Regions from separate parts of the Mus musculus genome. Here all the other regions are linked to region 1. The links are chromatin contacts, called in public Hi-C, HiChIP or PLAC-seq and promoter capture Hi-C maps. All regions are on one chromosome and are shown on one strand. The core of a region is the stretch at or near the end of the contact, and the rest is flanking DNA. Distances in the headings are between cores, read along the strand shown. Region 1 holds the start of Nup214 (nucleoporin 214). Region 2 holds the start of Dolpp1 (dolichyl pyrophosphate phosphatase 1). Region 3 holds the start of Crat (carnitine acetyltransferase). Region 4 holds the start of Ier5l (immediate early response 5-like). Region 5 overlaps Gm31585 (a long non-coding RNA gene). Region 6 holds the start of Ntmt1 (N-terminal Xaa-Pro-Lys N-methyltransferase 1). Region 7 holds the start of Garnl3 (GTPase activating RANGAP domain-like 3).

Evidence for each region. Promoter capture Hi-C pulls out the DNA fragments that hold promoters and counts their contacts. A called contact is a pair of places that touch in the nucleus more often than the background predicts. HiChIP or PLAC-seq counts read pairs in DNA pulled down with a chosen protein or histone mark. Capture Hi-C pulls out chosen DNA fragments and counts their contacts.
Region 2: an H3K4me3 HiChIP or PLAC-seq map of embryonic forebrain shows a contact between it and region 1, with 6 times the contacts expected there. The contact joins the promoter of Dolpp1 here to the promoter of Nup214 in region 1. A contact is called at or near these places in 3 of 39 promoter capture datasets (cranial neural crest, liver and pre-B cells) and 2 of 115 datasets of contacts at active chromatin or transcription factors (astrocytes and embryonic forebrain).
Region 3: a contact with region 1 is called in a promoter capture Hi-C map of neutrophils, with 3 times the contacts expected there. The contact joins the promoter of Crat here to the promoter of Nup214 in region 1. A contact is called at or near these places in 4 of 39 promoter capture datasets (liver, neutrophils, pre-B cells and 1 more), 1 of 115 datasets of contacts at active chromatin or transcription factors (embryonic forebrain) and 1 of 9 other capture datasets (liver).
Region 4: a contact with region 1 is called in a promoter capture Hi-C map of liver, with 4 times the contacts expected there. The contact joins the promoter of Ier5l here to the promoter of Nup214 in region 1. A contact is called at or near these places in 4 of 39 promoter capture datasets (liver, neutrophils and pre-B cells) and 1 of 115 datasets of contacts at active chromatin or transcription factors (embryonic forebrain).
Region 5: a Hi-C map of B cells shows a contact between it and region 1, with 6 read pairs. The contact joins the enhancer-like site here to the promoter of Nup214 in region 1. A contact is called at or near these places in 3 of 39 promoter capture datasets (the C10 cell line and liver) and 1 of 484 Hi-C or Micro-C datasets (B cells).
Region 6: a contact with region 1 is called in a promoter capture Hi-C map of liver, with 5 times the contacts expected there. The contact joins the promoter of Ntmt1 here to the promoter of Nup214 in region 1. A contact is called at or near these places in 2 of 39 promoter capture datasets (liver and pre-B cells).
Region 7: a promoter capture Hi-C map of adipose tissue shows a contact between it and region 1, with 2.8 times the contacts expected there. The contact joins the promoter of Garnl3 here to the promoter of Nup214 in region 1. A contact is called at or near these places in 1 of 39 promoter capture datasets (pre-B cells) and 1 of 9 other capture datasets (adipose tissue).

Annotation. Positions count from the first base shown.
Region 1 is chr2:31,972,834-31,975,849 of GRCm38.p6, reverse strand. Nup214 (nucleoporin 214) reads right to left here and starts at 1,400. Exons shown (of 36, transcript NM_172268.2): 1 at 1,242-1,400. The coding sequence starts at 1,286. It overlaps Aif1l (allograft inflammatory factor 1-like), which reads right to left. Exons shown (of 6, transcript NM_145144.1): 6 at 2,408-3,016.
Region 2 is chr2:30,390,688-30,393,703 of GRCm38.p6, reverse strand. It overlaps Dolpp1 (dolichyl pyrophosphate phosphatase 1), which reads right to left and starts at 1,450. Exons shown (of 8, transcript NM_020329.4): 1 at 1,192-1,450. The coding sequence starts at 1,267.
Region 3 is chr2:30,414,277-30,417,292 of GRCm38.p6, reverse strand. Crat (carnitine acetyltransferase) reads left to right here and starts at 1,545. Exons shown (of 14, transcript NM_007760.3): 1 at 1,545-1,981. The coding sequence starts at 1,955. Ptpa (protein phosphatase 2 protein activator) reads right to left here and starts at 1,243. Exons shown (of 10, transcript NM_138748.5): 1 at 961-1,243. The coding sequence starts at 991.
Region 4 is chr2:30,472,695-30,475,710 of GRCm38.p6, reverse strand. It overlaps Ier5l (immediate early response 5-like), which reads left to right and starts at 1,512. Exons shown (of 1, transcript NM_030244.3): 1 at 1,512-3,016. The coding sequence starts at 1,700. The coding sequence ends at 2,920. It overlaps Gm31291 (a long non-coding RNA gene), which reads right to left and starts at 1,403. Exons shown (of 7, transcript XR_003954013.1): 1 at 1,237-1,403; 2 at 433-636.
Region 5 is chr2:30,546,240-30,549,255 of GRCm38.p6, reverse strand. Gm31585 (a long non-coding RNA gene) reads right to left here. Exons shown (of 3, transcript XR_374225.3): 2 at 2,340-2,411; 3 at 1,412-1,778. Among named protein-coding and RNA genes, the nearest start is that of Gm31585, 3.3 kb to the right of the region's middle. Within about 2 kb of position 1,610, at least 72 of the 459 cell types and tissues checked have an H3K27ac peak or open chromatin away from gene starts, as enhancers often do. A contact at or near this core is called in B cells, where this site is marked.
Region 6 is chr2:30,806,395-30,809,410 of GRCm38.p6, reverse strand. It overlaps Ntmt1 (N-terminal Xaa-Pro-Lys N-methyltransferase 1), which reads right to left and starts at 1,443. Exons shown (of 4, transcript NM_170592.3): 1 at 1,328-1,443.
Region 7 is chr2:33,129,193-33,132,208 of GRCm38.p6, reverse strand. It overlaps Garnl3 (GTPase activating RANGAP domain-like 3), which reads left to right and starts at 1,590. Exons shown (of 30, transcript NM_001355200.1): 1 at 1,590-1,785. The coding sequence starts at 1,694.

The sequences.
Region 1 (3,016 bases), core at 151-2,650:
CAGTACTCTTAATCCCAGTTGAATACGGTGGGTAAAAGTTCACACAAATTTCCCCATGAGGCCACACTGGCCATTCATAAAGAAACAAATCATCTATCTTTTTTGATATTATCATCCTAATAGTCATGACTGTACCACTGGGGCTTGGTGGCTTTTTTTGTGGTGGGCCAGTGTGATGAAGCAACACAAAAGAAACAAAACAAAACAAAACAAAACAAACACAACAGACAAACCCAAAACCCAAACCTCTCCTTTCTGCTTTTGGCAGGAATTAAAATACTGCTATTAGCCCTGTGGTTCTAAATTCTCTACCCGAACATATCTGAGGAACATGAAGCTTGCCCATTACCGGGCTCAGCACATGTGCTGACTCAAGGAAGAGCCACTGTTTCTAAGCATGATATGGAGCACTCGACCCATGTGCATTTTAGCGACTCACCGGTCACACAAATGGCTAACACCTTCCTGCAACTCACTCATTTCCAACTGTCTACGGTCCCCTGCCTTTCCATTCTGTCAGAGTATATAAGCCAACTATTAACACAGTATCCAGAAGTTGTAGCATGGGGATCACTTAGGGTTCGCTTGCTTTTCCTTTAGTCTCATGAGTTCAAGCTGATTTCCAGTGCCAAACTTGACTTCCTGTTCCTACTAACTAGGGGTTTTGAAGGCAGATAGTGTTTCTTGGCTCCACTTTAGGTAGTTTGGACCACCCTCAAGTATAGAGAGCTAATAAGAACTGAGCGTCTAAGCCAACTGTGGTAATGCACACCAATAATCCCACCACTTGGGAGGTGGAGGCAGAGACAAGAGCCCAAGACCAGAAGCCACCTTGAGCTACAAGAGACCATGCCTAAATCGTAAGAGAGATGTAAGGCTTTTGCCACGTGACTTTGGATCATTTGCTTTCAAGGCTTCAATGCGCTCCTCTTTCTAAGCTGGTCGTAAGGGCTGCAGCGACGGTGGCGACAGTACGTCTCACTCAATAAACAAGAATCGCTGTCACCAGTAAGGCGACCAGCCCATCAGAGTACCTGGGGTAACTCAGAAGGCGTGGACAAACCCACGCAAGGACAGGTACCTGCACTTGCAGGGAACTCAGGCCCGCGACACGCAGAGCTGCGGACGCTCTGTGGGGCGAGCGATCGCGACCCTGCGAACTGCAGGAGCAGCCGGCAGAGGCGAGGCTCCAAGGCAACTCCAGGACTACGCAGGCGGGGAGGCCCCGGCCAGGCTCTAACCTTCATCTCCCGCTCAGGGATCATGGCATCCATCTCGTCTCCCATCGTGCCGCCTTCAGGGTGTTCAAGTAGCTGCTGCTGGCGCTGCCGCTGCCACCCGCGGCCTTTCAAACACAGCTCAGGCCGCTCAGGCCTCAACTTCCTTCCCTCAGCGCCCGCGGCGCGTGGTAGATGCGCGTTTCCGGCGCGCGTGACTGACGTCACCCAGGCCGGTTTTTAGTGTGCTCGGAGGCAGTCGAGGGCTGCTCGGAAGTCGCGCGCTTGCCAATCCACAAGGCCCCATTGGCCGGTTCCGCGCAGTGGGTGTGGCCATGAGGCGCGGGCCGGAGTCCGCCTTCCTTTGGATGCTGCGTGCGCAGCCTCGCTATTTAATTTTCTTCCTTAGAGAGAGGCACGCTCGGCCTTCCTGAGACTCTCGATGCTTCCCGGTAGCACTTACCTGCAGGGCTCTTAGAAGCTTCCGACTTAGAGAAGTTAGGAACTTTTTTGCTGGGAAGAGCGGACAGAGAGGTTCGGTTAGCGGGTGGACTGCACTGTGTGCCGGTGCAGAACCCTTTTAAAAACGGAGAGGAAAAGGGACAAAAGATCGGTTTTGTTTACTGTTTTCAAGGCAATCGTTTCAGATCATAAGCCATATCCACTTCACATCGCAAATGGTGCGCGGCTATCATCTCAGCTTTTGGGGATTAGAGGGTCAGGAATTCAAGGTCTTCCTAGGCTACATAGCAATCTCTAGATATCCTGAGTTACATGGGACCCTGTCTGGAAAAAAATATGTAATAAGAGAATTCCACACAAAGCAGTTAAATTATCCAATAGCTTTCAGCCAGGAAGGGTTAAGATTCAGATCTGCGTATACTGACTGATGTTGAAGACATTTCTGGAGTAGAATTATAAAAGAGGTTCCTAACTTGGAGCTGGTGGGTCAGCTCCAGAGGGCACATTCTGTCAGATGCAGTCTCTCAACAAGTTGCATGTGTGCAAGCCTCTATTCATTGTAAAATGCTAACAGTAGACCTGGGTCTTGGGCTTAATCAGATGACGTCAACTGTCTGTCTGGGACATGGGAGACCCAGGACACACTCATTTACTTGGTACCTGTTGTCAGCTAGCTCTTCTGAATTTACTGAGCCCAGAGCTGTCCCCAAGAAACACAAAGACACTGATAAATTGCTCTAGTTTATTTCAGTCTGCAGGAGACCACATCCCATCCATACATACACACATGCACACAATAATGGCACTCACCCAAATCTACCTTACAAACATCTTTTGAGTCACAGGGCAAAGCCATACTTGGCAATCCCCAAACTGCTGGTTACACCAGTTACATTTGGTCTTTTTCAGAAATAAGGCAGCCGATGTCCCAAGAAAGCTAAGCCCTTAACTAGAGAGGTTAAAAACCCTGGAACCAACAGACACAACTTGAAATATATGCCAACTCCTCCATTAAAGGGTCATTCTTAAGTCTTCCCATAGATTGATCTTCAGACCACTGCCTCTTTCTGTGCTCTGCAGAGGTCAGTGGCACACTCCTTTATGGAGGTGGTGTGTAAGCTCATGAGTTGTGGACCCACTGAGCCGGCTGATTCTTCCTTCCTCTGTCACATAGAATAGGGACCCAATGCAGTCCAAGGTCCCAGCCCGCTCAGAGAAGGAAGGCAGGAGGAAATGGGGGCAGAGATGCTAATCTTAAAAGAAAAATAAGTCAAAGGATGGGGTGAGGGTAGACAGGATTTTATATTTATAGGGAGGAATGCTGGGGTTTAAACTTC
Region 2 (3,016 bases), core at 201-2,700, 1.6 Mb after region 1:
ACTTCATCATTCCAAACCCCGAGCTGGCCCAGGGCCTTGCACCCGGGAGATGCTATGCTAAGGGAATGCAGAATGAATGGATGGATGGGTGGTTGGGTAATGAACAGGCACTTTGATAGGGCCCATCCCTGGACTGCCACACCTTAAGTATAACCCAGAACACCCAGAGGCAAAGTTCTCCTGGCCTGTGGCCCTGTGTTCTCAGCAGACCCAAGTTCTCAGGCCCTCTACCCAAGAGGACAGGCCCTTCCTGGACAACCAGAGGCCAGCAAGGGGGCCCCGGCTGCTCAGCAACAAACATTTATCCAGGGAGGGTGCTGGCAAGCTAGAGAGATAAACTACAGGTATTTACTGGGTGTCCACTGTGGGCCAGGCTCTGTGCCCAGCACCTCTTAGGCCTGTGGTCATTTGAGTCACACACCATTACAGAAAGGAGACACTGTACTTGGAGCCACTTAAGATGAAGTGACTGGAGGGGTGGTGCCTACCCTGGAGCCCGGAAACGTCTCACCCCAAGGCCTAAGCTCCGCTCCGCTCCACTCTATGGAGCCGAGCCGGAACTTCAGAACCATGGCTAATGGACCTTCCCACCAGAGAGGCGGGCACTCCCAGAGGCGTGTCAGATGGAAGCTCTTACAAGTCAGGCTCCCAGGGGCTGCATGCCCCCTTGGCGGCTGGCCTCTGCCGCGCTGCTCAGGGCGTGGCGCCGCAAATTCTCCCAAACCTGGCCTGGGTTTGCACACTCCCTGCAACTGGGAGCTTTCTCCAGTGAGCAGCCCGCAGCGTAGTGAAGGAAACTGTCACTCCCTGCACAGCCGAGCAGGAGTGCGGCCTCTCTGGCTCGGGGGAGGGCGGGGCACAAGGGACAAAGTCCAGGCCCAGATCCTCGCCCGCCCTATCCAGACCCTCCCCCGGCCCAGGACAGCCCACCAGCACCCCGGGACCCCGGAGAGCGACTCGGCCGCGCAGCCGCAGAGCACACGAGCGAGCCGCTCGCAATTTCTCCCTGCTCATCGCCGCCTCACTGCGCCTGCGCGGCGCGCGCGCCGGCCGAGCCCCTCCAAGGCTCGCTGTTTGACAGTTCCCACCGCGGTTCCAAGGCGCCCCGAAGGCGGTCCGCGCGGCCCGGAACGCCCGGGGCTGTGGCGGCAGCTCGAGGAGAACGTCCTCGGAGCCGGGGCAGGCTCTTACCTGCAGGGTATTCGACGTGGGTGAGGGTCACTGGCCGCCATGAAGCGGGGAGCGAGCACTGTCCGTCCGCTGCCATCTTACCCGGAGACCGGGCTTCGCAGAGCAGCCAATGGGGAGCAAGGGGGGCGGTGGTCCTGACCTATCACGCCGGGGAGACGCCACGCACCCAATCCGAGGCCGATTGCAGGTAGTGGCGCAGCCATTCAGTGTGCAGGTCGTGAGGCTGGCCCGTGCGGCGAATCAGAGAGCGGGGACTCGCGCAGCTTTGCCAGTGTCCAATCCCGTGCGAGTTCAGGTAGTTGACTAACCAATCAAGAGAATGGAGCACTCGCAGCGCAGGACAGAGCGCAGAACAGCCAATCAAAAGGTAAGCTTAGCTCGGCGTGTGGGAAGGGCGAGCCAATCAGGCGCTATCTCGGGGGGCGTGTTGTACTTTGGTGGGAGCTTTGGTTAGGCTGGCACCTGCGCCCAGAGTTAAAGCTCCTGAGAACCCAGAGCGCAGTGGAGGAGCAGCCTCAGCACCACCGGGTCTCAACCGACCCATTTGGAAAACAAAAATGTGTTCCTCACTATGAAGGCTAGGCTTGCCCCAGCATCATTCTGCCTCGTCCTCCAGGTTCTGGCTTCCTGTCCATAAATGTAAACTGAAGTCAAAGACCTAGTGCAGTTTTTTATTGCCCTTTACTGACAGACAAGAGGTGCAGTTCCGCAAAGGAACTTTTCTGTTAAAAAAAAATTATTGGTCCTCACTTCTGGGATGTAGCACATATTGTAGATATCTTAGATGGGATGCTATACGTTTCAATTACGCCGTAGCGTAGTGAGGCCACTTGGGACCATTTTCAGTATAATCCAGATGTTCCATCTACCCTTCTCTGTTTCCCCATTCTTGAAGAAACATTCTTGAAGAAACAGCCACACCTCCCACCCACGTCCCCTTTCTGAACCAACTCTCTCCAGACAGACCTACTTACTGTCTAGGCCAGATTCCAATTCCTCAAATTTCTCTGCAAGGAATGGGCACACACACTCCTGCCCCATTTGCCTGGCCCAGGCTGACTTGTCAGTTCATAGCTTCAGGTTCTGAAAATTAAGAGAAGGGCCTCCACAGAAGCAGGGGGATCTCTGTGAGTTGGAAGCCAGTCTGGGCTACCTCAGAAAGGGGGTGGGGGAGTTCCAGTGGTCTCCCACAATTGCACCTCCTTTGCCTACCTCATCTCTGGCTACACTTGACTGTAATTATTTCCTTGTCTGCCTCTGCCAGTATGCAACGGTTCTCTGACCTCTGACTAAGGCCCAGAGCATGTACAGTAAAAAAATAAAAATAAAAGCAGGTTCCGGGTCTGCCTTAGACCTGGGGGTACCCAGTAGGTCTAGGTTGGAGCCTTGGCCCTCCATATTCTATGTTCTGAGGTCACTAGCTACAGTGGCTTAGTCTGGCAGCCCGTGGAAGCCAGAATTGTAGGTTACTCTAAGTAGGCTGGGGACTCAGAATCCCCCAGTGGTGTTCAGCTTGTCTTCCGTCTCCCTACCCAGCCTGAACTTATCCAGCTGGGCCCACCTCCTAGTCACCTGCCCTTAGCTCTCTCTCTCAGGCAAAGTCATTATTAGCCTTTGAAAGAAAGAGGTGTGAGACGTGGTCATGAGCTTCCTAGAATAGTTCTCTGAGAGAGAGGGCACCCATGGAAGGTCAGGCTGCCTTGCCCTTCTTCAGAGTCCCAGAAACACAGAGAGAGCATCCCTAAGGAAGTGACAAGATGAAGAACTGAAAATGTGTGGGAGTTATTGGGGCGAGTCTCCAGCAGGAAGAAAAGCTGGACTTCTT
Region 3 (3,016 bases), core at 296-2,795, 1.6 Mb after region 1:
GGATTTCTGAGTTCGAGGCCAGCCTGGTCTACAGAGTGAGTTCCAGGACAGCCAGAGCTTCACAGAGAAACCCTGTCTCGAAAAACAAAAACAAAACAAACAAAAACGACACATTCATAGAGATTTTGTATAACTTAAAATAAATGTCTGGTTTTGAATTCCACGTGTTCATATATTTAGGGGGGGGGCGCCACAAAAATGGTGCTTCTTTTGATTTTCAAATTTTCTTCCTCCTGAGACTTTCTTTGGGACCACAAAAAAGGAAGTGTGGTGGAAGGTACATCAAACACTATCAAAGTACGAGCTGAGTTTAGCCAACCTAGCCACTCTGTAAGAATTTTCCAGTCCTTCTTAACTACACGGAGTCAGCAAACTGCTTTCTCCTCCTCCAGGAAAGGGGGTCTCTACTGGAGCATCTGGCCTCTGTCTCTGCCCTAGTTACTTGAGATGGACCACAACGAGGCCACAGTGTAAATAAAAGTTACAGACGACGATGCCACCAACCCTCTCATTTTGTACAAACAGCCTCTTAAAATTAGTGGTTTAGACACCGTGGGCAGTTTCTCTCAATTAACTCTGCAGATACTGAAACCCCCAGAGCCAAGCCTGCAGGACGGAAGGAGGGACGGAGGGAGGGAAGACATGCAGGGTGGGCAGGACATGCATGAAGGAGCCTGGCGTCCGAGCGAGGCCCAGGTCCACCCGAGCGGAGTCTCATAAAGAACGCAGCCTCCTGGATCCCTCTCGCCCCGACCCCAGGCAACTCTGCCCCCAGGTCCAGAGCCTTTCCCCTGACCGCGCTCTGCCCGCCCGCCCTGGCCGGGTCGCCCTCACCGCCACCCGCCTGCAGCCCAGGCCGTCAGCCCTGCCTCCTCCGTCCCCAGAGCTCCTCAGACTCGGGAGACCCCCCGAGCCACACCCCTTTCCCACCCGCACGCCCGGGCCCTCCAACCGCCCTACCTGGCGGCGGCTGCCGCTCGCCCTCGGCCATCTTCTCCGTGAGGAGCCGGAGCGGATGCTCGCCGGTCCCTCTCAATGTTCACCCCGCAGCTCTCCCCGGCTCCGCCAAGCTTCCAGCAGGGAAATGAGCGCTGACTGGCTAGGACCGGAAGCCGAGAATTACAGTCACTCGCGCGAAGGCGGCAGCCATGCCGGTGCGAGGCACTCAGGGAGCATGCCCACCAACGGCCGTCTCGCGGCGGCCGCGCCGACCGAGGCAGCGGCCATCTTGGTGCGGGGCGCCGAGGAGCATGCGCACTAACGGCTGCCGCCTGCAAGCCAACTGCGGCGCTGGCAGCCATGTTTGTGCGGGGCGTCGGGTTCTGTTTGCTTGTTTGTTTGTTTGTTTGTTTGTTTTGGTGAGGGGTGATGGAGGGAATAGGTATGGCAGCAGTATTCTTGCGGAGCAAGGCCACCTGTCATCTTCTTTGTGCATGCCTCCACCCAAGCAATCTGAGACAGTCCCCAGTCAACAGTTGTGTTCTCCTGCCATTCCTAGAGTGACGTTCAAGGACACCAGTCAGACTTGAACGCACGTGACCGCCTCGACAGCTAAGGTGGCTTTCGGAGGCGGAGAGCACGAGCGGGACAGCGCCTACCGTTGTGACCCCGTGACGGGAGCCCAGCGCCGGGCTGCTAACAGCTGAGCTAGAGGTCCGTCTCCGCAAGCCCCGCCCTCTGCGGCCACTCCCCGGCTTGGGCCCACCCCGAGATCGGGGCGAGCGGCCGGGGACTGCGAGCCACCAAAGCTCCGCCCCGTGAGTCCTGCCCCACCGGCAGCCCGCCGGGCCCGGTGGCCGCGGGGCCGCCTCTACTGGCTAGCGGCAGTGACTCGGCGACCTTGAACCTAGAACCGGAGCCGCGAACCCACTGACCCCAGCACCCCAGCAGTGGCGCAGTCTTTACCCAGCGCGAGGGGCGGAGCGGACCAAGTGTCCGCAAACAGACTGGGACGATGTTAGCCTTTGCTGCCAGAACCGTGGTGAGTTCGCCCAGCAGGGCCATGGACGGGACAAGACGGGCGGGCCTCCAGCAACGGTCAAGAAAACCCCAGACCGGCTGGTAGGGTGCGATCTGCAAGGTGGATAAAGGAGACCAGGTAAGGGGTGGGTTCGATCCCAGAAGAAGACTGAGAAACCTAGGTTCAAGTCTTTTGTACCTTTCCACTCCACTCCTCCCTAATGCTCCCAGTTATTCGGACTCAGACACCTGTCGGGGCTACTGGTTAGAGAGCTCAGCCCTAGGCTATGCTTCTGCCCGACTAGAGCCACTTCTCCAAGCCTACCCAGTCTCCTTGAGTTCATCAGATGCCCACCCTCCCCATTGCATATTGCTAAGAGAACCTCAGGTGGAGACTAGTACTGAAAATCCCCCAAACAGGCAGGAGGAGGCAGGAGGTGGCAGGCTGCCCCTCACCATCCTTATCTAAAGCAGCTATCCTAATGGTGAGCTCCTGTCCTCTCTGATTCAGGCTGTCTATCCAGCTGTGAACTGGACTGCCCTGTCAGACACTGGGTTGGCAGCTAAGACTGAGATTCTACTAAGAGTCCTGGCAGCACCTGAGACCCTCCTCCAAGTCGTCCCGCCTTCCGTCACCCTCTGGGACCACCTTACTGCATAAGCATTTTAATGCTAGGGAGACTGAAACAAGGAGACAATCAAATCCCATGGTTGTGCTAATAAACTGAGCCCAAATGGGGTCTTTTGGCTTATTACTCACAGCAGAAGCACAAAAGTGTATTTCCCCCACTATTGATCCCAACCTGGATGATCCAGAACTCATTTAGAAAAAACAAACAAACCACCAAAAGAGGGGTGGCCACCAAGGCCCTGAGGTCTGGAAGGGAAACAGCTGGGCAGGTGTGTGGCAATCGTTGGTTGTCCACTAGTGGCCCTTCCCTGGCATCTCCTGTCTTGCACCATTCCCAAGCAGGGCTGATTTCAGGGCCACAGGTTAGCGGCCAGCCTGTTTCCACCCTCCAGCCAAGTTTTCCCACATCAAAAAGATCTATGAAGA
Region 4 (3,016 bases), core at 263-2,762, 1.5 Mb after region 1:
GCTGACACAGGGTGAGAAGAGCTGTTCTAACAGTTACATGTCCCCAGATGGTGCGGACGGAGCAGAGCACTGTGCCCAGAGCCTGTGGTCTTAGACAAAGCCTCTTTGGAGCTAGTGACTACGCCTCCTCATCTGAAAACCTGAGCAAACTGTCCCCCGCTTTTGACACTTGCCACCACTTACAGAAACAATTGGTGAGTGGTTTTCTTGAGACATTGGCCAAGGGGCAGAGTTGCTGAGAGGGTCCAAAGACAGAGGGTTTCAGAAGAGCCCCACTCCCCCCCCCCCATCCCCCAGTCCCACTCAAGGGCCCAGCCCTGGACTCTGCCTGGGCCAATTTTCTGACCTAAGTACTAAAAGGAACCTTAAACGCGGTGGATGAGGCTTGCGGCTGGCATCTTGGGCCCCCCACACCCACCCTTGCCCTCTTACTCTCTTTAAGCTTCTCAGTACAAGGGGACTCTCAGGCATCTTCTCTCTTTTCTGCTCTCTGTCCTCAATTGGTCAGTAGATAACTCAGAATAAGAATCTAAAAGTGGAGAAGTCCTTGGCCTGGGTACTCCTGGGGCTCAGGGTAAGGACCAAAACTTAACAGGTTGCTCCACTCAAGCGGTCTCAAGCTTGGCCTCCAAGAACCTTAAAGGGAGAAATTCAGACTTTTCTGGTAAGAGATCCAAGCTAGGCACTTAGGGCTTCTATTGTCATTGATATTAAGTCAGGAAAGAAGAGGTCTCCCAAAAGAGGAGGAAGCTTGGGGCGGGTTCATAGCCCAAACCCCCACCCCCACCCCCCACCCAGGCAGTCTCACGATCACAAAGCTTCTCTACTAGAGATCAAAAATCACTGGGATTTGAGTCAAACAGAAAGAGAGGCCCTTCCGTGACCATTCCCAGAGGCCCCTGGGCTAACACATCAGGTAATCAGGCCCCAAACCCTCTCTTCCAAGACAGCACTCTAGTTCTCAGGTGCGCCCCCCACTCAGCTTTTCTTGGAAGAAGGCTCAGCTCGCCCAGGTTGCCCCCGGCCGTGGCAGGTGGAAAAGAGGAGGCGCCGCGTGGCTCGAAGCGGGGGAACCGCGCGCACCTGCCGCAGGTGAGGCCCAACCATGCGGAAGGGGGCGGAGCCATCTCCGCTGCGCTCAGGTGAGCCGACCCCCAGCTCGCAGGAGCCACGTCCAGGAAAGCTACGAATTTCGACGTGGCTCCCAAGAGGCGACCCAAAGCTGAGAGAGACTACCTCGGAGGCTCCTAGTCCCACGAGGTGCCGCGGCCCCAGGAGAACATTCGAGGCAACGGCGGCGTTGGAGGCCCGGGGTCCGTTCGTTATTTGAATAGCACAAAGGAACCGCCTTGGTCTGATTGGCCAGTCAAGTGGTCCCGGGGAGGGCAGTGGCTGTCAGTCGGAAGGCTCTACACGCTTCTATTGGCTAATCTACAGTGGGGCGGGGCGCTGCTGCCCAGCTAAATAGTTGGGGCCGGGGCCGGCGGAGGCTCATTGCTTTGGCGCCGTCTGGGGAGCGTGAGCCTGCGGGTGGCGCGCAACGCATGGTGGCGACTTCTCTCGGAGTGTCGCCGACCCGCCGACCCGGGCTCGGTTCCCTGTGCCTGGCTCGCCCGGGCGACCAACTGGAGACACACGCAAGGAGCAGCATTCGCAGCACCAGAGGCGGCTGCTCCGCCGCCCGCGTCTCCGCGGGAGCATGGAGTGCGCCCTGGACGCCCAGAGCCTGATCAGCATCTCCCTGCGCAAGATCCACAGCTCCCGGACCCAGCGCGGCGGCATCAAGCTGCACAAGAACCTCCTGGTGTCCTACGTGCTCCGCAACGCGCGCCAGCTCTACCTGAGCGAGCGTTACGCCGAGCTCTACCGGCGCCAGCAGCAGCAGCAGCAACAGCAGCCGCCCCACCACCAGCACCAGCACCTCGCTTACGCGGCGCCCGGAATGCCGGCCAGCGCGGCCGACTTCGGCCCGCTCCAACTTGGCGGCGGCGGGGACGCGGAGGCGCGCGAGCCGGTTGCCCGGCACCAGCTGCACCAGCTCCACCAGCTTCACCAGCTGCACCTCCAGCAGCAGCTGCACCAACACCAACACCCGGCGCCCAGGGGCTGCACGGCGGCGGCGCCGGTGGCGGTGGCCGGGGCGCCCGCGGGCTGCGCGGGGGCGCTCTCGGAGCTGCCCGGGTGCGCTGCGCTCCAGCCGCCGCACGGCGCGCCCCACCGCGGGCAGCACTTGGAGCCGCTGCAGCCGGGTCCCGCGCCGCTGCCGCCGCCCGCGCCCGCCGCGCTCTGCCCGCGGGACCCTCGCGTCCCGGCCGCTTGCTCTGCGCCCTCGGTGCTTCCGGGGGCTGCCCCTTCGACCGTCGCTGCCTCCTCTCCGCCCGCCTCTACAGCCCCTTCCTCATCCACTGGCTTCTACCGGGGCGCGTACCCGGCCCCCTCGGACTTCGGCGTGCACTGCAGCAGCCAGACCACCGTGCTGGACCTGGACACTCACGTGGTGACCACGGTAGAAAACGGCTACTTGCACCAGGACTGCTGCGCCTCCGCCCACTGCCCCTGCTGTGGCCAGGGCGCTCCGGGACCCGGTCTGGCGTCCGCCGCTGGTTGCAAGCGCAAGTATTACCCTGGCCAGGAGGAAGAGGACGACGAAGAGGACGCGGGCGACCTGGGAGCCGAGCCCCCCGGGGGTACCCCATTCGCCCCCTGTAAGCGCGCCCGCTTCGAGGACTTCTGCCCGGACTCGTCCCCGGACGCGTCCAACATCTCAAACTTGATCTCCATCTTTGGCTCGGGCTTCTCGGGGCTGGTGAGCCGACAGCCGGACTCCTCGGAGCAGCCGCCGCCGCTCAACGGGCAGCTGTGCGCCAAGCAGGCGCTCGCCAGCCTCGGCGCCTGGACTCGAGCCATTGTCGCCTTCTAGGGACCCCCGAGGGCATGGGGACCCTGGGCCCCGCGGGGCTGGGGCCAGACAAAGACTCGGCCAAGGGGCGATAGGGAGCGAGCGGGTCCTGGCCAC
Region 5 (3,016 bases), core at 361-2,860, 1.4 Mb after region 1:
AGAGGAAGTCAGTAGCTGAAAGGCCTTATGCAGTCTCCCGGCCTCACACCCAGCCCTTTGTCCACTGAGCAAATTTAAGATGCAGGGAGGGGCTGGAGAGGTTGCTCAGTGGTAGAACACTGGCTGCTTATGTCGAGGACCTGGCTTTGTTTCTCAGCACCCACATGGGGCTCAGAACGACCTGGAACTACAGTTCCAGGGGATCTGATGCCCTCTTCTGGCCTCTGAGGGCACCAGGCATCCATATGATACACAGACATACATGCAATCACACACTCGTAAAACAGAAACAAATCTTGAAAACAGAAGAGTCTGTTTGTCATGATAGTCAAAGTGCGGCATAGTGGACTGTGCCAGCAGAGGACTCCCACCCACTGGGAAAGACATCTCCACAAATCATGGTTGCTGGAAGAGGAAAGCCAGGGACAGGAAACAACCTGTGACTCTCAAGGCTGCAAGCACTGAGGAGGGGGGACTCATCTAGGAGCCAAACTCCTAGTCCCCCTGCCATGGGTCCTTAGAGCCAGGAGCACCCCTTATGGGACTGCCAGCCCATCAGCTCTTCACACCTGTCATCAGTTCCAGAAGAGAATGAAATGTCAGGCATGGGGAAGGGCAAGGGGCGGTGACTGCTTCACAGGTACAGAGCCTCACATTCGGGGACATGAGCCACTTCCCTTTCTTTTGACAATTTGATGTTAAAATTTTATAATCATAGCCAGGTGTTGTAGCAAACACCTTTAATCCCAGTGCTTGGGGTGCAGAGGCAGGCGGATCTCTGAGTTCTAGGCCAGCCTGGTCTACAGAGTGAGTTCCAGGACAGCCAGGGCTACACAGTGAAACTCTGTCCCAAAAGAAAAAAAAAAATTACAATCATTAAAATGTATCTGGAGAGGAGAGCACACGTCATACCACAGTCCCTGTGGAGAGGCCAGAGGACAACAAGCAGGAATGGTTTCTCTCCTTCCACCATGTGTGTTCCAGGGCCGGAATTCAGGTCCCAGGCTTGGCAGCAAGCACTTTTATCCACTGAGCCATCTAGTCAGCCCTTCAGTTCTTTTTATTTTGGTAAAATACACATAACACAAAAGTTACTCTTTGAGCCACATTGAGTCTGCAGTTCAAGGTGTTTAATCCACACTTGACTTTTTGAAAACAGAACCTCCTGCCTCCACATCCTGCCCAGGCAGGCCCGGGGAGGGCTGAGCAAGACAATCGCTTGGCTGAGCAGTGAGGAAAAGGAAACAGGAAGGGTCCGGAAGGAAGCGGCTTCCCAGCAGCCTGCTCAGCCCCACCCAAGTCCTGACCAGCCTCAGCCTCCTCCAGGAAGAGTCACCATGCCTCACCTCAACAACAGCTGGGGCTTGCCCCCACCCGCCCCCGCCCCCACCCCCGCCCGCCCCCGCCCCCTCCAAGCAGGAAGCATGAGAAACTTCCCTGGCCTCCACTCTAGTCAAAAGGCAGGTATGGTCAACTTGAAGAGTCCAAGGTTCTCATCCATAAAGTGGGGAGCAGGTGAGAGCTGGATTCCCCAGCCATTCTGAGAGCTTATGTAAAGCAAGCTTGGAGATGCTACCAAGCAGCTTCCGGTGCCAGCGGCATCCCGTGTCAACAGCTTCCGGTGTCAGCGGCTGCTAGCGATGTCACGTCACGGCTGTCATTCTGGCATCTTGTGTGTCCTGGCCGTGGGTCTCGTCAGCATCCCTAGACCAAGTCCTTGAGCTTCAGTAGAAATTCACAGGGTTCACCATGACTCTGGGACCAGCTCATGGCTAGCTCTGTGGCCAAACAAGACACAAGACTGTGAGGGACAAGAGGGGACAGGCAAGGCCTCTGTGCTCTGCCAGACTAATAAACAATAAGTACATTCAGGTGCTTGGGAAGGGTCAGTCAAGCTTCCTGGGGACATGAATGAAGGCGGACAGACAGAAAGATCCAGAGTGGAACCACCGGGCAAAGGCCAGGAGGTGACAAACACCGTGGAATATACAGGAAACAGGACGCAAAGGGAAAGGGTAGGAGAGGGAAGGGTCTGGGGGAGACCAGCGGGTGGGCAGATCAGGGTTTGTGTGTGGCCCAGCGCCATTTTGGCTTTCCTTGTAGGTAGAAGAGGCTGCAGGAATACTTTAGAGTGCTGGCCTATGGTCAGAGGAGACCTGAAGTGTGCAGGCACCACCTCAGGCAGGCATCGTGGGAGAAAGACTTGGAAGAGAAAGAGGCTTCTAAGTGGGTGGGGGGAGCTGGAGAGGTGAACTGGTTAGCAGAACAATGTCCCAAGCGTAACCCCTGGGGCACACAGATGGCTTGTTTCACAGCAGAGAGGAACAGAGGCAGCTCACCAGCCTTTGAGCCGGGGGTTTCTTCTAGTTCATCCGAGTGACTGAGGGACTCTGAGATGGGAAAGCAGGTAACTGAAGAGCAAGCAGGGCCAAAGATCAGGAAGGTAGTCAGGGGGTGGGCTCTCTGCTTGGAGAAAGGTAAGGAGGCTGACCCTTACACACACACACACACACACACACACACACACACACACACACACACGGGGGGGGGGGAACAGAAATAGAAAGAGACTGCAGAAAGAACCCACTGCTAACACACACATACAAGGGGGGGGGACAGAAACAGAAAGAGACTGCAGAAAGAACCCACTGCTAACACACACACACATACACACACAGAGACACACACAGACACACACACGAGAGAAAGAGAGAGAGAGAGGGGGGGGGAGATAGGTGGGGGGGTGGAAGAGACAGAAACAGAGACTGCAGAAAGAACCCACTGCTAACACACACACACAGACACACACGAGAGAGAGGGAGAAACAGACAGAGTGACTGCAGAAAGAACACAGTGCTAACACACACACACACACACACATGCATGCACAAGAGAGAGCCTGCAAAAGGAACCCAGTCCTCTCTCTCTCTCTCTCTCTCTCTCTCTCTCTCTTTCTCGTGTGTGTATGTGTGTGTGAGAGAGAGAGAGAGAGAGAGAGAAGCAGAGACAGAAATAG
Region 6 (3,016 bases), core at 194-2,693, 1.2 Mb after region 1:
GGAGTGTCTGAAGACATCAAAAGTATACTTGCATACATATAACAAATTTTTTTTTTTTTTTTTTTTGGTTTTTTGAGACAGAATTTCTCTGTGTAGCCCTGGCTGTCCTGGAACTCACTCTGTAGACCAGGCTGGCCTTGAACTCAGAAATCCGCCTGCCTCTGCCTCCCAAGTGCTGGGATTAAAGGTGTGCAGCACCACTGCCCGGCAATAAATAAATCTTTAAAAAAAATCTTAAAACACAATTTTTCTCTCTGTCTTTCTGTCTGGTTTTTGAAATAGGGTTTCTCTGTGTAGCCTTGACTGTCCTAGAACTCATTCTGTAGACCAGGTTGGCCTCAAACCCAGAGATCCACCTGCCTCTGCCTCCTGGATGCTGGGATTAGAGGCGTGTGCCACCTCTGCCTAGTTCAAACATAGTTAAAAAGATCAAGTAAGGAAAACGTGTTAAAACCTCCAAATCACACAGACCCTGGTAAAGCTGGAGCCCACCTATGAGATCATGTGGCCTTTGGTCAGTCCAGAAGATGCAAACACAAGCTCCGGGTACACCCAGAACCACACACCTGCAGACTCTGACCTTTTGATTATGTGGCTCTGGCCTTCAGGAAAGCATCCCCCCTCCCCCCAACACACACACAAGCACACACACAGGAAAGCCAGCTTAAGGAAACGATGTGCCTTAAAACAGCACTTGGGAAAGGACCAAAAGTTAGGAGAGGATTTAGGCTTCTCACTTAGACCCCAGTCACTGAGTGCCCCACCCCATACATCATTGTCATCAGTTACAGCACCTGTCCTAGGCCCTTATCAAAAGGATTAAAGACCAAAATGATCACACAGTTGGTGGAGCAGCAAAGCCTGGAGCATCTGGAAAAGATGGCAGGCAGCCTTGCAGAAGAGAGGCTGACCTTGGCCTCAAGGGCTCATGACAGTAACGATGTTGGCCAGAGCTGGAGGCAGTTAAACGTGATGGCAACCCGTGCAACCAAGCACTTAACTGCGAGGACTTGAGCCAAGCACGGCGCCGATTCCACACACCAACCTTGCAGTGGCTGCTTTCCTTATCTCAGAGGGGAAACTGAGGACTGGAAAGTGATGTACGGGCGCGAGTGAAGATACGTCTTGCCAGCCTCCACCAACGTGGCTTCCTCCAACCCAATCCGTGGTCACCAGAGTCCCTGCCCAGGTCTGATCGGTGAACCTCCATGGGACGTGCACGTGGGCCAGGGCCAGGCCCAGGTCACTTGACGACGGGGCCTCACCGCTTCAGGCAGTTGGGGTGAGCACCTCCCTCCTCCCTGGCCGCGTCCCTCGCGATACTTACCTGGGTCGGGGCTCCAGGGACCCGAGAGAAAAGGACGGGTTGAGAAGGAGGCTGGCAAAGACCGTAGCCCACAGCAGCCGCCACCACTCTACCGGACCAGACACCTCGCGGCCTCTGCCTTTGTCCGCACACGTCACTTCCCCGAGCCTGGAGGGGGCTGGACTCAAGATCGCTCCGCCCCGAGGCCAGTTCACTCCGCCCCAAGACTAGCTCATCCCTCTCCACAGACAGATAGCCCCTCCCCAGGGCCAGATCGCCGCGTCCCACAGGCAGCTCACGTCCAGATCGTCCCTCCCCCACAGCCAACTCCGCCCTCTCCAGGGCCTGCTCACACCTCTCCACGCCCCCACAGCCAACCCCGCTCCACGGCCTGCTCACTCGACACGCCCAGAACTTCTCTCCGCGCGACTAACTCGCCCCTCCCCACGCCCAGCTCGCCCAAACACAAGACCAGCTAGTTCCGCCCCACGGCCAATTCGCCCCTCCCCATCGCTACCTCGCTTGTCCCCGAGGCCAGTTCACCCCGCCCCCTGGCCAGATCGCCGCACTCCAAGGTTTGATCGCCCTATTCTTCGGCCAGATCGCCTTTTCCTTCGGGATCCTAACCCAGTTTTTTGCCTACGCGCAGGGACTTCATGATGAAGGATCCACAGCTGATATCTCACACACTTGAGGGTGTAGCTCTTTTAAGACAAGAGTCCAACTGAGTTCTGGCCGTAAACTTCAGGATCCTTCTGCATCATCGACGTGGTTGCTGGGGTTACAGGCACGCGCCTCCATGCGCCACAAGGCTGGATTCTTAAAAACCAACATCATGAGAGTTTTCCACCCTAAAAGGAGAATTAAGCCGGGCGTTGTTGGCGCACGCCTTTAATCTCAGCACTCGGGAGGCAGAGGCAGGCGGATTTCGAGGCCAACCTGGTCTACAAAGTGAGTTCCAGGACAGCCAGGGCTATACAGAGAAACCCTGTCGGGGGGGGGGGGGGAGGAGGATTAAAAGCCATTGTTGCTCAAATCCACCCATGCCCACTAGTATATTAAAATAATATATCAACCCAGGAAAGAGAACAGGAAAGAAAGGCTTTGACAGAGGTAAGGATTGCCAGGCCAAATAAAGCAGAAATCTAGAAGTTTGCCCTCCTGAGGACCGCCCTTCCCTATCCACTCAGACAATCTGCACCGGGTCTTGAAGGAAAGATGAGCTTGCTGCATGCAAACCCCCTCTAACCGCCTCGGAGTTCTAAGTTGCCTCTTCTAACTGGTGGATGTAATGATTCAGCTACAATACTCTGAGGGTTAAATTTGTGGGATTTGCGAGTTTAGGCTAGAGTCTAGTGGGGCTTGCAGGCAATGAAGGTTATCATAATAAGTATTTTTGCCTTAAGCTCACCTCTGTTGGCTGACACACCGGCTGTTAGACATACTTGTCATGCCTCCTGGGCTCTGCATTACAGTAGGTGCTTAAAGTTGTGTTTTGCTTTTACTTATTCTTTTTTTTTTTTTTTTCCTTTTCTGGATCAGTGCCTTGCTAGGTAACCCAGGATGGCCTGAAACTCACAGTGATCCTCCTGCCTTTGAAATGCTGGGATTGAAAGAATGCACTACCACACCTAATGTGTATTTACACATTAATACTGAAAGCAATAGAGGCTTAGGAGGCGGAAAAATCCTACCCCCAATTGAGTCCCC
Region 7 (3,016 bases), core at 341-2,840, 1.2 Mb before region 1:
AATTTCCACACCCAACTACAGTGCAATGTTACAGAACTCAGATGATGCATCCGACTCGGGGAGGAAATGAGGGGTGGAGGTTAGAGCTGTCACAAAATTGGAAGGTTATGAATGAAAACCTGAACCCACAACTGGTAGACAACCAAAGCTCCCCTCAGCCTCACTGTGTCAGACCACAAACAGCCACCAGGAGACAGTAGTACCTCCTTTTGCTGACTGGTTAGATCCTGAGGTAGCGCAAACCTCATGGTGGACCCCAGTTCAGGCAGGAAGACCCGCACCATCCAGGCACTCCTGAAGTGAGAAAGAGGCGACATGGGCGGGGCTAGATAGGCGGGACTTGTAGGCGGGGAAGCTAGAGGGCTCTTGGGGTGGAATAGCCAAGGGACGAGAGAACAAAATTGCTCTAAGTACAGACCTCAGCTTCAAGAGAAAAGAGGCGGAGCTCCGGGGTTGGGGGCCATGCCTGTGGGCGGGATGTGGAGAAAGGCGGCCCCCAAAAGAAGGCGGTGCTACGATAGAAAGGACCAAGAGGTGCTGAGGTGAGGAGGGTCAGCAGAGAATCCAGCAATCGGAGCTGTGGAGCGGCGGGCCGATAGAGCGCTCTGTGCTGGAGGGGTAGGTGGGAAGGGCCTAGATCTGTGGGAATGGTAAGGAGCGGGAGTGATGGGCCGTGGACCCGACGAAGTTGAGGATCCAGTGGGCATTGGGAGCCTGCGTGCGCTACACAGAAGAACGGAGGGAGCGCGGGTAGAAGATCTTGGTGAGGCCAGTTCAGGAGGGGCGTGGCTGGAGCTGGTGTAGAGGCAGGGTGGGGCCTGCACTGGTCTGAGAAGGGCCGGAGAAACGGAGATCGTTAGCTCGGGGCGTGGCCTGTGCCCAGACTAGGGAGTGAGGTGGGTTTGGCTAAGAGATGGGGCGGGCCCTTGGCAAAGCTGAAGGGCAAAGGGACTGACTGGATAAGGGTTTGGGGTGGGGCCTGAGCCCACTGATAGGTAAGGCTTGGTACTTGGGGCGGGGCACGGGTGGAGCCTGAGCAGAGCTGAGAGGAGATCTGCGTGATTGGGGCGGGGCAAAGGCGGACAGGGGCGGGACCTGAACCTAATTCAAATAGACTGGGTTGGGGCGGTGAGGGGGCGGGGCCTAAACCCAGCTGAGTGGTGAGGGAGGATCTTCTAGATTAGGGGCGAGGCAGGGGGAGGGCCAAGGCCTCAAAAAGGACCAAAGGGAGTGGATTCGGTAGGAGATCAGGGAGGTTCCGGAGACTAGCTCCGGAGAGATGAGGCAAACTTCGCTAGGCTAGGGGCAGGGCTTAAAGCCAGAGGTTCGGAAGAGGCGTACCTGCTAGAATGGGGGCGGGGCAGAGGTGAGGCCTAAAGCCAGAGGCGTGGTTAGGCCGTTAGAGTAGGGGCGGGGCCTAAAGCCTCAGGCGTGTTCAAGGGACCTGATTAGAGTAGGGGCGGGGCTTGGACCCCGCGAATAGTCTGAGGGCGTGGTTAGGCTGGAGTTCGGGGCGGGGCCTGAGGTCCCAGGCTGGGCTGGAGTTTGGGGCGGGACAGAGGCGGGGCTTGGGTCCGGTGAGGGGTGCGGGGCGGGGCGTGGGCTGCGGCGCGCTAGCTGAGCGTCCGGCCGAACACCGCCGAGGCCCGAGCCCACCCGAGTGTGCCCGAGCCGTCGGCCCCCGCCCGGGGCGATGGAGCAGGAACCCGGCGGGGCTGCCGCTGCGCTCCTGCGGCAGAAGAGGGCGGCGCTGCGGCGCAGGGGGTGCAGCTTTGAGAGTCCCAGGTACCGTTGCCCCGGAGGGGTGCAGCCTCTAGGGGTGGGAGAGGGGAGTAGGCCACGTGGGGGTTGGCGGTGTGAGGGGACAGAGTGTGGCGAGGCCGCGGCGTGGGAGGGAGTCGGCGCAGAGCCCAGTAGAGCGGCCGGGCCACGCTGAGGGAGTGCCCAGCGGGAGGGCTAGAGACCTGTGTCCGGCCGGCAGATGATGTGGACGTCCGAAGCCTCGGCCCTGTGACAGGCCCTGCACACTACGGCTCAGGGAGGTCTTGGGCTGTGGAGAACGCGACCTGCCTGCTTCTAAATGCTCAAGGACAAGGTCGGAACCCCTAAGCCCCCAAAAGGACACCCTTTAGGCTTCTCTTGCTTTCTATAATCCATCCTCGCACCCCAAGTGCCTGGCCACCTGCTGCCTATGGCCCCGCCCATCTGTGGTTGGGGTGGGGGGCACCCTGCATAGTTCCTAGGTCCTTTCTCTTTCCCAGGTTGTCCGTGCCCCTCCCGGACTTACCTTCCTTAACTGGCGCCCTCCTGAGGAACCAGCCTGGCCGTAGGTGAAGCTTGGCTGCTGCCGGACACGCCCTTCCCTTTGCGGCTCTTGCCCATGCCTATCCCCGGCTTACTCCCACCTCCAAGGAATTCCTTGTAACTTGAAATGGGTCCTGCTTCCAGGTGGACTCATTCCTTTCAGAATGACTCCAGCACCACCATCTGGGCCAGATTTTCATCAGTATTCTGTAATAATGGCCTTAGGGAGGGTATCCTGAAGCCAACCCCCTTCCTCCTAGCCTACTGCTGCCTGCACCCCTGAGTTTTTAATTGCCATAGCATGGGTAGGGACGAGGAAGAGAAAAAAGATGTAGGACTCTAACCTCCACTGAGGTGGAAAAGAGAGTTCATTTGCTAAGGCACAAAGCAAACCAGCCAAGATCCTTAAAGGAAGGTGTGATGCCCTTAATTGGCCTTTCTCAGACTCAGTCCTTGACACACTGCTCCAGCAGTTCTGATGCTGTGTGGTAAGGACAGATATCAAGGCTGCTCTAGCCGCTGCCCTAGCCTCTTCCCCATCACCACAGCTGCCTCAAGCCTGGCCCATCACAGAGCCTGAAGGGCTTGGGCACTCCTCCCTCAGGCTGTAGAACTGCTCATCAATTCTTTTTGAAAGTCTTTCTTGAACTCTAGGCTTAGCTTTGTGTGATCAGCACCTGGGCATCTGCCAAGAAGGTTCTAAATATTTGTG